2 separate regions of the Pelodiscus sinensis genome follow, and region 1 is linked to region 2. Evidence: chromatin contacts called from public Hi-C data. All regions are on one chromosome and are shown on one strand. The core of a region is the stretch at or near the end of the contact, and the rest is flanking DNA. Distances in the headings are between cores, read along the strand shown.

Evidence for each region. A called contact is a pair of places that touch in the nucleus more often than the background predicts.
Region 1: a Hi-C map of blood shows a contact between it and region 2, with 2.7 times the contacts expected there. The contact joins the promoter of PIGA here to the promoter of PIR in region 2. A contact is called at or near these places in 2 of 5 Hi-C or Micro-C datasets (blood and an unstated tissue).

The regions. Positions count from the first base shown.
Region 1 is chr1:211,888,947-211,894,776 of ASM4963464v1, forward strand. It overlaps PIGA (phosphatidylinositol glycan anchor biosynthesis class A), which reads left to right and starts at 2,718. Exons shown (of 8, transcript XM_075914375.1): 1 at 2,718-2,846.
Region 2 is chr1:211,750,236-211,756,576 of ASM4963464v1, forward strand. PIR (pirin) reads left to right here and starts at 3,114. Exons shown (of 10, transcript XM_075914348.1): 1 at 3,114-3,171; 2 at 4,672-4,810. The coding sequence starts at 4,715.

The sequences.
Region 1 (5,830 bases), core at 1,468-3,967, 140 kb after region 2:
GGGATACAGTCAAAAAAAGAGAACACATATAAAAAGGACAAATCAAATTTCAGAACAGAAGGGGGATGGGGGAAGGTAAATGTTGTGCGCTAATGATATTAGAGGTGATAACTGGGGAAGCTATCTTTGTAATGGGTAAGATAATTAGTGTCTTTGTTAACACCCTGGCGTAAAGTGTCAAATTTAAGCATGAATGACAGTTCAGAGGTTTCTCTTTCAAGTTTAGTGTTAAAATGTCTTTGAAGCAGTATGCAGGTAATCAAGTCGTTGAGACAATGTCCTTTCTGGTTGAAATGGCAAGAAACTGTTTTTTCTTTGTGATACTGTCTGATATCTGTTTTGTGTGCATTGATTCTTTGGCAAAGCGTCTGAGACGTTTGTCCAATGTACATAGCAGACGGACACTGTCAGCACATGATGACATAAATTATATTTCTGGATGAGCAGGAATATGTGTTCTTGATCTTATAACTGATTTGGTTAGGTCCAATAATGGTGTCAGCAGAGTAAATATGTGGACAAAGCTGGCAACGGGGTTTGTTGTAAGGAAAAGTTCCAGGATTGGTATTAGTGTGGTATGTCCTGTGGTTGTTGGTACAACCCTACAGACAACCACCTAACCTCAGGATGATTCTTTTGGTTACTAGAAAGAATTTGTTTGAGGTTAGGGGGTTGTCTATAAGCGAGGATTGGCCTTTCGCCCAAGGCCTCTGAGAGTGAGGACTCATTTTCCAGAATATGTTGTAGATTTTTGATAATGTGTTGGAGGGGTTTAAGTTGTACACTGTAGGTGATGACGTGTGTAATTCTATTGCTTTCTCATTTGGGCTTGTCTTCAAGTAGTTCATGTCTGGGTACTCTTTTGGCTCCGTTGATCTGTTTTTTCAGTTCTCCGGGTAGGTATTTCAGTTTTATGAATGCTCTCTATAGATCCTGTAGGTGTTGGTCTCTATCTTTGGGATTGGAGCATATCCGGTTCTATTTTAGGGGTTGGCTGTATACAATAGATTGAGAAATGTGTCTTGGATGAAAGCTAGAGGCATAAAGGTATGTGTAGTGGTTGGTAGGTTTCTGTTATAGGGCAGTGGAAATTTTTCCATGATTGAATTGTACTGTAGTATCAAGGAAGTGGAGCTCTCGTGTGGACTGATCCAGGCTGAGGTTGATGGTAGGGTGGAAGTTGTTGAAATCCCTGTGAAATTCTTCAAGGGTTTCTTTCCCGTGGGTCCATATGCTGAAGTTGTCATCCATGTAGCACAAGTAGAGTAAAGGTGCTAAGGGGTGAGAGCTAAGGAAATGTTGTTCAAGGTCAGCCATAAAAACGTTGGCATATTGTGGTGCCATGTGGGTGCCCATCAATGTGCCACTGATTGAAGATACAAATTGTCTCCAAATCAGAAGTAGGTGTGGGTAAGGAAAAGTCACATAGCTCTGTAATTAGGTGCGCAGTTCTGTCTTAGGGGATGGTGTTCCTGACAGTCTGTAATCTGTGTTCATGTGGAATGTTGGGGAAAGAGCTTCTATGTCCATAGCGGCCAGGATGGTGTTTTGAGGAAGATAATTGATTTTGTGTAGTTTCTTCAGGAAGTCGGTGGTGTCTCGAAGACAGCTAGGAGTGCTGGCAGCATAGGGTCTGAAGAAAGAGTCACTATACCCAGATAATCCTATTGTAAGTGTGTCGATGCTTGAGATGATGGATCGTCTGGGATTTCCAGGTTTGTGTATCTTAGGTAGTAGATATAAAATTCCAGGTTGGGGATTGCGGCAGGAGGAGGGGGGGATGTAAATTTGGTCCTGAGCGACATCAGGGAGTTTCCCCTCTGAAATTAATTAAAGACTTTAGGAAAAGTGTGGGAGCAGCCACGAGCAACTACAGGTCACCACTCTTTCGAAGCCACCAATAAGGTGTCCAGAGAACCCCTGCCCCAGATAGTAACCAGCCCTTCTGGCCTGGGCTGGACTTACATTTCATGTGACCCAGCACAGCATCTGCAGCCCCAACCCCTCATGTGGCATATACTTTCACAGTCATAATGACCCCCCCTTTAGCACTGGCACCTTGAGGCACATGCCTTCTGTACCTGACTGCCAAGCACACCCCAGAGCTGGCCCACAACATTTTGGCACCCGAAGCAGGGAGCTCAAATGATGCCCTCATGGCCCCCTCACTTGGGCCAAAACTTTGAAAGGTCTCTGGTGCCCTCCCTGCTCCAGCACAGCACTCCACCAGCTCCGCATCTAGAGCAGAGAGAATCCACATGCACCAGCAGCAGACACAATTTTCTACACTCTGGGTCCTAGTGCCCCCCCTCCCCCCCATTCTGGCACCTAAGGCCTCAGTTCGCTTCATGTAGGGCCAGCCCTGGCCCGCCCTGCTCCCGCCTGCACGCCCACGAGCACAGGCCAGCAGAGAGTTCCATAGGTGGGACTCCGCTGCTGTACCACGTGGGACTGTGGAAGGCTGCGCAGCCGCACACGCACGGCGGGCCCGGCGCTTGGTAGCCTGTGTTCGCACTAGGGGTGTAAGCGGCCCTCAGACAGAACTAGGGGAAGGAAAGGGTTAAAGGGGCTAGGTGGGCTCGGCCCCCTCAGCATGTCAGCGACGCCCTCCCCCCCCCGCCCCAGCAGGGTCCTGACGTTCAACCAAACTGCTGCGTCTGATTGGTTGCTCTGCCCCACGTGACTTGACGCTGCCCCTTCCGTTGGTTGGCTGCGCGGCCGTGCGTGGAGGCGGAGCGTCGGGGATGCGGCGAGGGGGCGGGGCGGTTGTCTAGGTGACGGGCAGAACCGGGAAGTTCTCTCCTGCCGGGAAATGGGTGGGCCCAGCCGGCGGCCGCGCGTGGCAGGTACGTGAGTGACCCTAATCGCCCCCCCCCCTTCGGGCCGGGACTGCCCGCGTCACCCACTGACATCCCCTGCCCCTCCCCCCCCCCCGACAGCCGGGCCCTGCTCCCGCGCCTGTCCTGGGAGGCGGCCCCGGGCCTGGGGGGCTGCGCTGGGGCCGCTGCTGCTGGGAATCCCCCTGGGCCCCGCTGGCTGCAAGAGCCCCCAACAAACCCTGCAGCGCGCGCAGCCTGCGGGTCACGGGCCGCTCCCCGGTGCCCTGCTGCCCCTGGCCGCTCTGTTAGTGATTCGTGGGTTCCAAAGAGGCAAATAAACTGGGCCTTGCCGCCCCGTGCGAGCCCTGGGCAGGGCGGTAGGAGCAGGTGCATGAGGCACGTTTTTTTGTTGGATCATTTTCTGTCGGTGCCAGAGTCAGTCTTTCCAGCTGCACACGGCTCTTTTTCAGGTCTGGGAAAGGCACTCAGAGGGTCACGGCTAAATACCAGGGTCAATACATTGTTGAGCATAAATAGTTTATTTATATTTTAAGGGACTGCATCCAAAGAAGTGGCATCTCAGTATCCTGTAGCTTTAGGACACAAAGGAGGCATTATTGGGTATCAGGTTGTTGTAATAAGCCGTACATGCAGTGTTTCCCATTTGGTCAATGTTCTTTGGTGCCTAGTAAAATTATTAATTTAAATGTCTAGGCTTATCTTTTGAAGGTGTTGTGTAGGTTTCTTTTGAGCTCAAGGACTGGTAAGTCAGATATAGAGTGATCACTTTGTGAAAAGTGTTCACTGGCAGCCATTGTGCTCCTGGTTCCACTCCCAGGGAGCAGTGTAGAGTGGTAGTAGCCCCTATCCTTGTGGAGCTCAGTCCCCCCCCCCCATGAACAGAGAGACTGCACCAGAAGATGCAAAGCAGTCTCCTCTCCCCTTGCCCAACCCCGCAGCTGCTGCCTTTGATAGAGGCATCAGCACAGAGCAGCTGGTTCTCCTCTTCCCCCCACACCTCCTGTTGCCTCTGATGCAGCAGGGGTGGAGGTAATGATAGTAGTTGACAAAATTAACCAATAAGATGAGACTTATCAGTTAATCATAGTCGACTACACATTGACATCTCTAGTGGGGTCTAGGGATGTAAAATCCTGTTTAATTAGTTAACCGGTTAAATGTTAAGCTTAACCAATTAACGGATTAAATGGGGGTGGACTGCTTCCAGCCTTGTGTGGGGCTACTAGCTCCCAGCCTGCACGAGGCCAGAAGCAGCAGTAGTCCTGTGTGGGGCTGGCAGAGCCACTGCGGCTTCTGGAGTCATTGTGGTTGGGAGGGCTGCTCTCCAGATACCGGTTGCCCATTACCCTGTAAGCATCATCAGTAACTGGTTACCCATTAACAACCCTAGCAGGGTCTGGTGCTGTTTTGATTTGGTGTGTCTGATCTATAGGGAGCTGTCTTCTGATGAGTTCAGAGAGATTTATGGAAAGTGTTGTGGGAGTTTGAATGCCAAAAGAGGAGTTTCAGAAAAGATTTCTTTCAGGGTGGGATACCCATTGAGTATGGGTTGTAACTGTTTGATATCTCCATATGGGTTTCACTGTGTGGTACATAACTAGGGGTGTGAAGTTTTTAAGGGGCTTCTTTCTGTATTAAAGCAGAAATTGGGGGCATGTAGGCAACCCATTCACTGTTATGATCTACTTCCCTGATGAAATGTCTGTGTTTGGTGAAGGAATTTTTGACTGTATAAAAGTATGTATCTTGGACTTTCTCCTCAAAGCATATTCTGTGGTAACCAAGTGACCGGCTGTAGATAAGATTTCTGGCTATGCTTGGGGTGGTTAAAGGATCTGTGAAGGTAAATGTGGTGATTTGTAGGTTTCTTATACGCAGCTGTCTGTCGGTTTCTACTGTTGAAGCTGATCATGATGTCTAGGTCGTTAGTGCTGGTGTGAGAGATTTCCAGAGAGAGTGTAATGGATTGGTGGTGGGTGTTGAAGTTGTGGTAGCAGTTTGAGCAAGTTTGACTTCTGTCCAGAGCATGAGAAGATAATCAATGTGTTCAGGTATATCATTGGTATTATGGTATAGCTCAAAAGCTTGTCTTACCAACAGGAGTTGGTCCAGTAAAAGATATTACCTTATCTACCTTGTCCTTCTGATATCCGAATACTCGCATGGCTTCAACAACACTGCATGCATGTACTGAAAGTGCAGCAATTGTTAAATGAGATCTGGACCCTTTGACTAGAGGATGTTCTTTCATAAAAATAACTTATGGGGCATGATGAAGGTGTACCTGTGTTAAGTTTTGTGGCCTATGCACAGTGTTCCCTCTAACATTTTCTATGCGGAAGAAAATATATTAAAACAAGTGATAGCTAAAAAGGAGCAACGCTTACATTATTTAATATGAAAACAAAAAAGAACACTACCCTTGGAGTATATGTATCATCATCCTTTCTAACAACTCAAGCTAGTAACCACACCAAAATGCGTATTATCCACACGTAGCTCAGCTTTAAGATGCCAAACAAATCTATGAATTGACTAGAAATAATATTTGCAAGGAGAGTATGACTAGTACAATATTTACTGACACTTTAAAGGAGAATAAAAGGCATTCACTAAGGCTTATACAGTTTCTCTGGGGAATGTTTAGGATCCATATTATGCAAGAACAAGTAGGAGACCTGTAAACACAAATAAGTTCTCCTGTTTTGAAACTTTCACCTTGTATGTGTCAACAGCTCAAGGAGTAGAAGCCCCAGAACAAATTAACACATGGCTTCAGGGTTTGTAGACAGATGCATGTTTCAAATAGCTTGCAAATAAGGTTTCATCCTACAAAACAACTAGCATCTCACCTACTACTTGCTACTTCTTACGCATAAGAGCCAGAACCCTACCACATAGCAAAGATCTGGCCTTAATGCAGCACAATATACCTTTTATTAATTAGTAAGACAAGATTTAAAAAATAATAAAGATCAGAGTTTTAGATA
Region 2 (6,341 bases), core at 1,864-4,363:
AGGCACAGAATGGTACCATACACAAAGATTCCATTCATAAAATTCAGTTCTTGAAAACATATTTTCCTCTTCTCTGTCCTTTATTTCTTTTTAGCCAATAAGTGAAGTGAGAGGCTTTTTGGTGTTTTTCCAGGGTTCTTGGTTTCTTTTGTTTGCCACGCTATAACCTTTCACTTGAAAAATTTTGGAGTAGACATAGGAAAAAAGGAAGAAGAAAAACAGGAAAGTTTGAACATAAGCAGAATGTGGTATCTATTTGAAATGGTTATTTTCTTGTTTTTATTGTCACTGGTTCGTAACATCCTGAAACCTGTTTCTTATATACAATGTTATATTTACTTTTATGTCTTTTTCTCTAATGTAAAATAACTAAATAAGAATATGGCAAATACTATGGGCCCCTTACTGGCTTCAATTTGAATGGTAGAATTCCAACTGATCTCAATGGAAATTAGTAATTCCTAGATGTTCTACAGCACTTTCGTTGGGTATTCTTATCTAAGCACAAAGAGGTGAAGTGATTTGCCAAAGGTCACCCGGCAGGCCACTGGCAGAGCCAGGAATAGCACGCAGACCTTCTGATTATCCATCCACAACTCTGTTCACTAGACCACACTGTCTCTGGGAAGTAATTTCCATAGTGGTAACCCCTTTTTCTAAGTCAGAACTTTTGCTACGTTTCACTCCCATAACATTTACTGTAAGAGTTAAAAAAAATGCATAAAAAATAACAAGGCTAAGGCTATATAAGTGATTTATTTGGGCTCGTCTACAGTGCAATGGCTACAGAATTCTTCCATCAACCTTGTGGTGTCCTAGGGGGAAAGAAATTGGTTTATCATTCAGGGGCATAGATGTTTCACACCCTTGCTCAGTATAATTATTCCAACCTCATTTTCTAGTGTACATCAGGCCTCTGTGCATCTTTGGAGAGATGTCCAGACACTGCTTCTCCTTGATGGAGAAGGGTACGCAAGGAGAAGGGAGTGATCATTGTTTTCCTTTAGATCCTGATATAATTTCCAATAACTTGATATGCCCTATATTCTGTATAACCCATTGGTTATAAAACACTGTCTTAGTAAACTGAGAATACAAATAGCTTCTACTTCAGAATTTGGGATTGGTTGAGTTGTCTCTTGCAGTAGCAGCACACAAGTATGGAACAGAAATATGCAGTTAGACTGACATTTCCAGTTTTGATTTCAGCTTGTGTGACATACCATGGTACAGGCCAGACCCCACTGGCACAGGCAAACACTCCCATTGGCTTCCCTTACCCCTCGCAGAAGGAGTACCACCAGATGCCAGAGGGGGCTGCCCTCAACGTTCGATTTATGGGTCTATATTAGACCCTCTAAATCTAATGCTAGAAAATTGACCTTTTGGGCACTGATCTTCTGCCAGGTATAAATGTGCCGTAAGTGTCTGTATGTAATTGCACCCACACATAGGTTATACTCTGGCTCTCATCAGCCCTGGTTATATTACGATGACTCTAAAACACCTTCAGCCCCAGATTTCTTCCACAGCAGCATGTCCTGTATTACCCAATCCTCTTGAAATAAGCTACACAAATTGAGGTACGTCAATTGAGTAGCTTATTTTGAAATAGCTTATTTCGAAACTGGGAGTGTCTACACAGCACTTATTTTGAAATAGAGCACTCTTCCTCCGACTTCCCTTACTCCTCATACAATGAGGGTTACGGGAGTCGGAGTAAGAAGTCCTCTAGCTTGCAGTATTTTGACATTATTTCAAAATAACTGCTTGTTGTGTAGATATGGACTAAGTTATTTCAAAATAACGCTAGTACCCCTAGACAACATAAATATTCCAATTATATCTTTGAGGGAAAACATGCCAACTTGAAAAGTTATTCAGAAACTTCATTTTAAACGCTCTGGATTAGATAAAACAATAAATTAAATTTATTAACTATGAAAAATAGATTTTAAGTGAGTGCAAGCAATGAGGAATAAAAATCAGGAATAGTTGCAGGAATAAAGATGCTTACTAGTACCTAATTTAACAAACTATATTTGATTCAAACAAAATTTCTACCACATTCTAACAGATTACTGACCAATTCCTCAGGCAGGACCCCTCCTGCAGAGTTCAATGACCAAACTAGTTTGTTCACTTCAGGCACAGTCAATCAACTAAACACAGAGAAAGAGACTAGGGGTGTTTATTCCCCCTTTGTTTTCCCTTCCAGCTTGATGATCCTATTAAGTGGTGAAATGCAAATTATGGAACACATGCATTTTTTCTCTAAAAAGGATTGCCCCCCACCCACACACATATTCCATGGAATGTGACCCTCACTTTTATGCTGCTGCTGGTGCGCTCTTTGGCTGTCCAGCTCTAAAGGCAACACTGCCTCCAGCAACGACGCAGAACTACACGTGCCCATGTCATGCCCTCCCTACCACAGTTTTGGAGCTCCCTCCCTCCCCCTCCCGCCGCACACTACCCTTTGGGGCCAGCACCCCTAAGGTTACAACACCATGATAGTGCAGATTTAGAAATCCCAGACCATGACATTTATGATTTAAAAAACCACCCTTGTGACCACGAAATTGACCAAAATGAACCCTGACTTTCATAAGGTCCCAGCTCTGAGCTTTGAGAAAAAATAACATCACCTGGGGGCCCTTACGACGTTACAATGTTCCCAACACACATTTTTTACCATTGCAACAGTGACCAGCCAATTACGAGTTTTCAAAGAGGCGGCGCCTTAGCAGCCGCCCGTGGGACACACACGCCACCTATCGCACTAGCACGCAGGGCCTGGGGGGCAGTCGCAGCGCCAGGTTCCCTGCCGCCTCCCTCTGGCTGGCCTTGGTGCAGGGCGTCACGGCGAGATTTGCATTTGCTCCCCCTGCTCCTTCAGAGAAGCAGAGGGAGCGGCCCGGGCTAGGACACCAGCCCCCCAGCCTCTGCCCGGGTGCTGCGGCTTCCCGGGACACACCGGGGCTCGGCCCCGAACTCACAGGAGTAGGAGCCAAATAGGCGCCGAATAGGTCACAGCTCCCACCCAGCCCCCGGCGGCTCGGCCCCGCCCCCTTCAGCCAATAGGCAACTGCGTTCACGCCCCGCCCCTTTCTGGAGCGGGGAGGGGGAGGCGGAGCACTAGCTCGGGGGCGTCAAGGGAGCCCCTCTCCGGTGGGCAGCGCGAAAAATCGCACAGCGCGTGCGAAATCTGGGATTGCCTCGTGTGTGTGTGTGTGTGTGTGTATTTGTGATTGCATTATTTCAGTGTGTGTGTGTGTGTGTGTGTGTGTGTGTGTGTGTGTGTGTGTATTTGTGATTGCATTATTTCAGTGTGTGTGTGTGTGTGTGTGTGTGTGGGTATTTGTGATTGCATTATTTCAGTGTGTGTGTGTGTGGCTCAGAACACGTGTCTGATCGTGTCGTGTGTGTGTGTGTGTGTGTGTGTGTGTATTTGTGATTGCATTATTTCAGTGTGTGTGTGTGTGTGTGTGTGGGTATTTGTGATTGCATTATTTCAGTGTGTGTGTGTGTGTGTGTGTGTGGGTATTTGTGATTGCATTATTTCAGTGTGTGTGTGTGTGTGTGTGTGTGTGGGTATTTGTGATTGCATTATTTCAGTGTGTGTGTGTGTGTGTGTGTGTGTGTGGGTATTTGTGATTGCATTATTTCAGTGTGTGTGTGTGTGGCTCAGAACACGTGTCTGATCGTGTCGTGTGTGTGTGTGTGTGTATTTGTGATTGCATTATTTCAGTGTGTGTGTGTGTGTGTGTGTGTGTGGGTATTTGTGATTGCATTATTTCAGTGTGTGTGTGTGTGTGGCTCAGAACACGTGTCTGATCGTGTCGTGTGTGTGTGTGTGTATTTGTGATTGCATTATTTCAGTGTGTGTGTGTGTGTGTGTGTGGCTCAGAACACGTGTCTGATCGTGTCGTCTGTGTGTGTGTGTGTGTGTGTGTGTGACCGCGGGCTCTGATTGTGTCATTTGTGAGCGTGCGATTCTGCGTGTGCTGCTGTCACTGCGTCCATTGATCCCTGAGTCTAGTTGCGTGTTTGTGACTAGCGCTGAGTGCCACAATAAGCCTGTGCGATTGTGTGCACACTGGGGGAATCATACCACACAAGTATTAGCATGGTAAAGCCTGACTGACTGTAGCATACTTCCCTGACACTGCCCTACCCCAAGCTGCCCCCCCCCCCTCCAAATATGTGACTCGCCCATTTTATTTGCTAGGAGACGGGATGCTTTGTGCTGACTCATGCTGAGTTAGTTACTGTGAAGTGCAGAACAGAGGGAGTTAAATGAAAAGCAACCGGTGGTTTGCAGGCATTGAGATCCCGCACAAATAGGGAGCAGCAAGGTACTCTGCTGTGGGGTAGTTCATAGGGTACCTGAGGTACAACTTTCCTTTGATGGAAAAAACGAACTCTTTTGCTTAAGTAAATGGAAACCCCTTCTATTGTTTTGGTTTTTGCTACTGGCAACGTGCTGGTTGTTTGCAGATTTAAAGTAAAACCAAAACTCATAGTATTTATATCTTCATTTGCAGTTAATGTTTTGGGCTTTGTGAGCTTGTGTGGGGTGTATGTGTGTGTGGGCGGGGGAGGGTGTGCTTTTGATTTTTTTATTTCCCAAGAGACAACATTTAAAAATCTTATTTATTCCCTGTGCAGATTTTTGAAGTCTTGGAAACTGCATCTTCTTTCTGAAGGAAGGATGACAACTCTGAGGAAAGTTATCAAAACTGTACTCAGCATTGAGCAGGCGGAAGGGGTTGGGGCACGTGTTCGGAGGAGCATTGGCCGGCCTGAGGTATGCTCTACACTTCCCTCTCCACCCAAAGAGATTTGATGTGATGCTGAATGATGAGCATTACCTGATTGAAATGTTGGTTGGTGGATATACGAAAAACAAAGCCCATCCATAATGCATTAGCCTCCTACAGCAGCAGGAAGAAATAACACCATCAATGAATGGTAGGTCCCCCAGTCCTGTGTCAGGGCTTTCCTGATACTCTGGCTGTGATGTGATTTTGGGATTTGGATAAGGGGCCACTGTTGATGCTCAACCACAGATGATGGAATTGATGCTGTGAAGATCTCTAGAGAAAACAGGAGCCTTGATACCTGCCTCCTTTACATTTTAAGCTAGAGATTTTCATGCTCTTGTCAGTATAAGAAGAAAAGTAGGGGTCCTGTTGGAGACCATGTCTGGTATTAAATAATTGAGTGGCAGTTGTGCCACTATTTGTCTTGGAAATAGTGACCTTCTCTTTCACATATAGAGTTATCAGTTATCTGTGTCTTAGGTTCAGTGCTGGATTGGTACAATGAACATTAGATGAACACTAAAAATTATGGCTGCAGGCTGCAGGCTTCTTTCGGAAGAAGCTTTTCCCGAAGAGATCTTCTGAAAAAACTTCTTCCGAAAGAGAACGCTCACACCGCCAAAGCGCATCAAAAAACTGATCTGCTTTTTCAAAAGATAGTGTCCACATTGAATGGATGCGATCTCGCATTTAAGCTGTGATTACTGTGGACGGAATGGCCATCAGGGCACCTGTGCTTTTTCCTCTTTCCTCTTCTTTCGAAAAAACTCCCTCTTCAATGTCCACACAGGCCTTTTTCCGAAAGTATCTTTATGTAGGTAGCATGTTATTTTTGTGCTCTGCTTTCCAGAGCTCACACTTGATTCAGGTTTGCCTCTGAGTACAATTCATGGTGTTGGCTTTGGTGGTTCTCAGTAAAGTTCTGTATGGTTTGGATATGTACTATCCTATAGCCTACCTCTTTATCCTTGTGTGGTGATACAACAGTTGAGATCAGGGCCAAATTAAGACAGACACTTTAGGGGAAGCAGCCCTGGACTAAAGGGGGTCCACTTACTTTGGAGCCCTGGGGTGTAGCCACTAAAGCCCCTGTGTTCTGAGTTAGCCCTGAACTGGCAGGTGAAAGGAGGAGGTGGCTCCCTGCGCTGCCATTCCTCCCTCCCCTGGGCAGGAGCCATGTCACCATAAGTGCCAGAAAACTCTGTTCCTGCACTGCCCTCACTGGCGGCTCCACACCCATAGCTCCCATTAACAGAATCATGACCAATGGGAGCCATGGGGGTGGAGCACAGGGTAGCATGGAGCCACCTGTGTCCCGCCCCCACAGCAAACAGAAGCTACCCCAGGTAAGCACCCTAACTCCTGCTTCAACCCTAAGCACCCTCCCTGCTAAACTCCACACCCTCACCTCCTGCCTGGAGCCCCATCCAACATCCTAGTTCTCACTCAGACCTCACACCTCCACCTCAGCCTCCTGCCCTGAGTCCACTCCTGCATTCCAAACCCCTTGGCCCC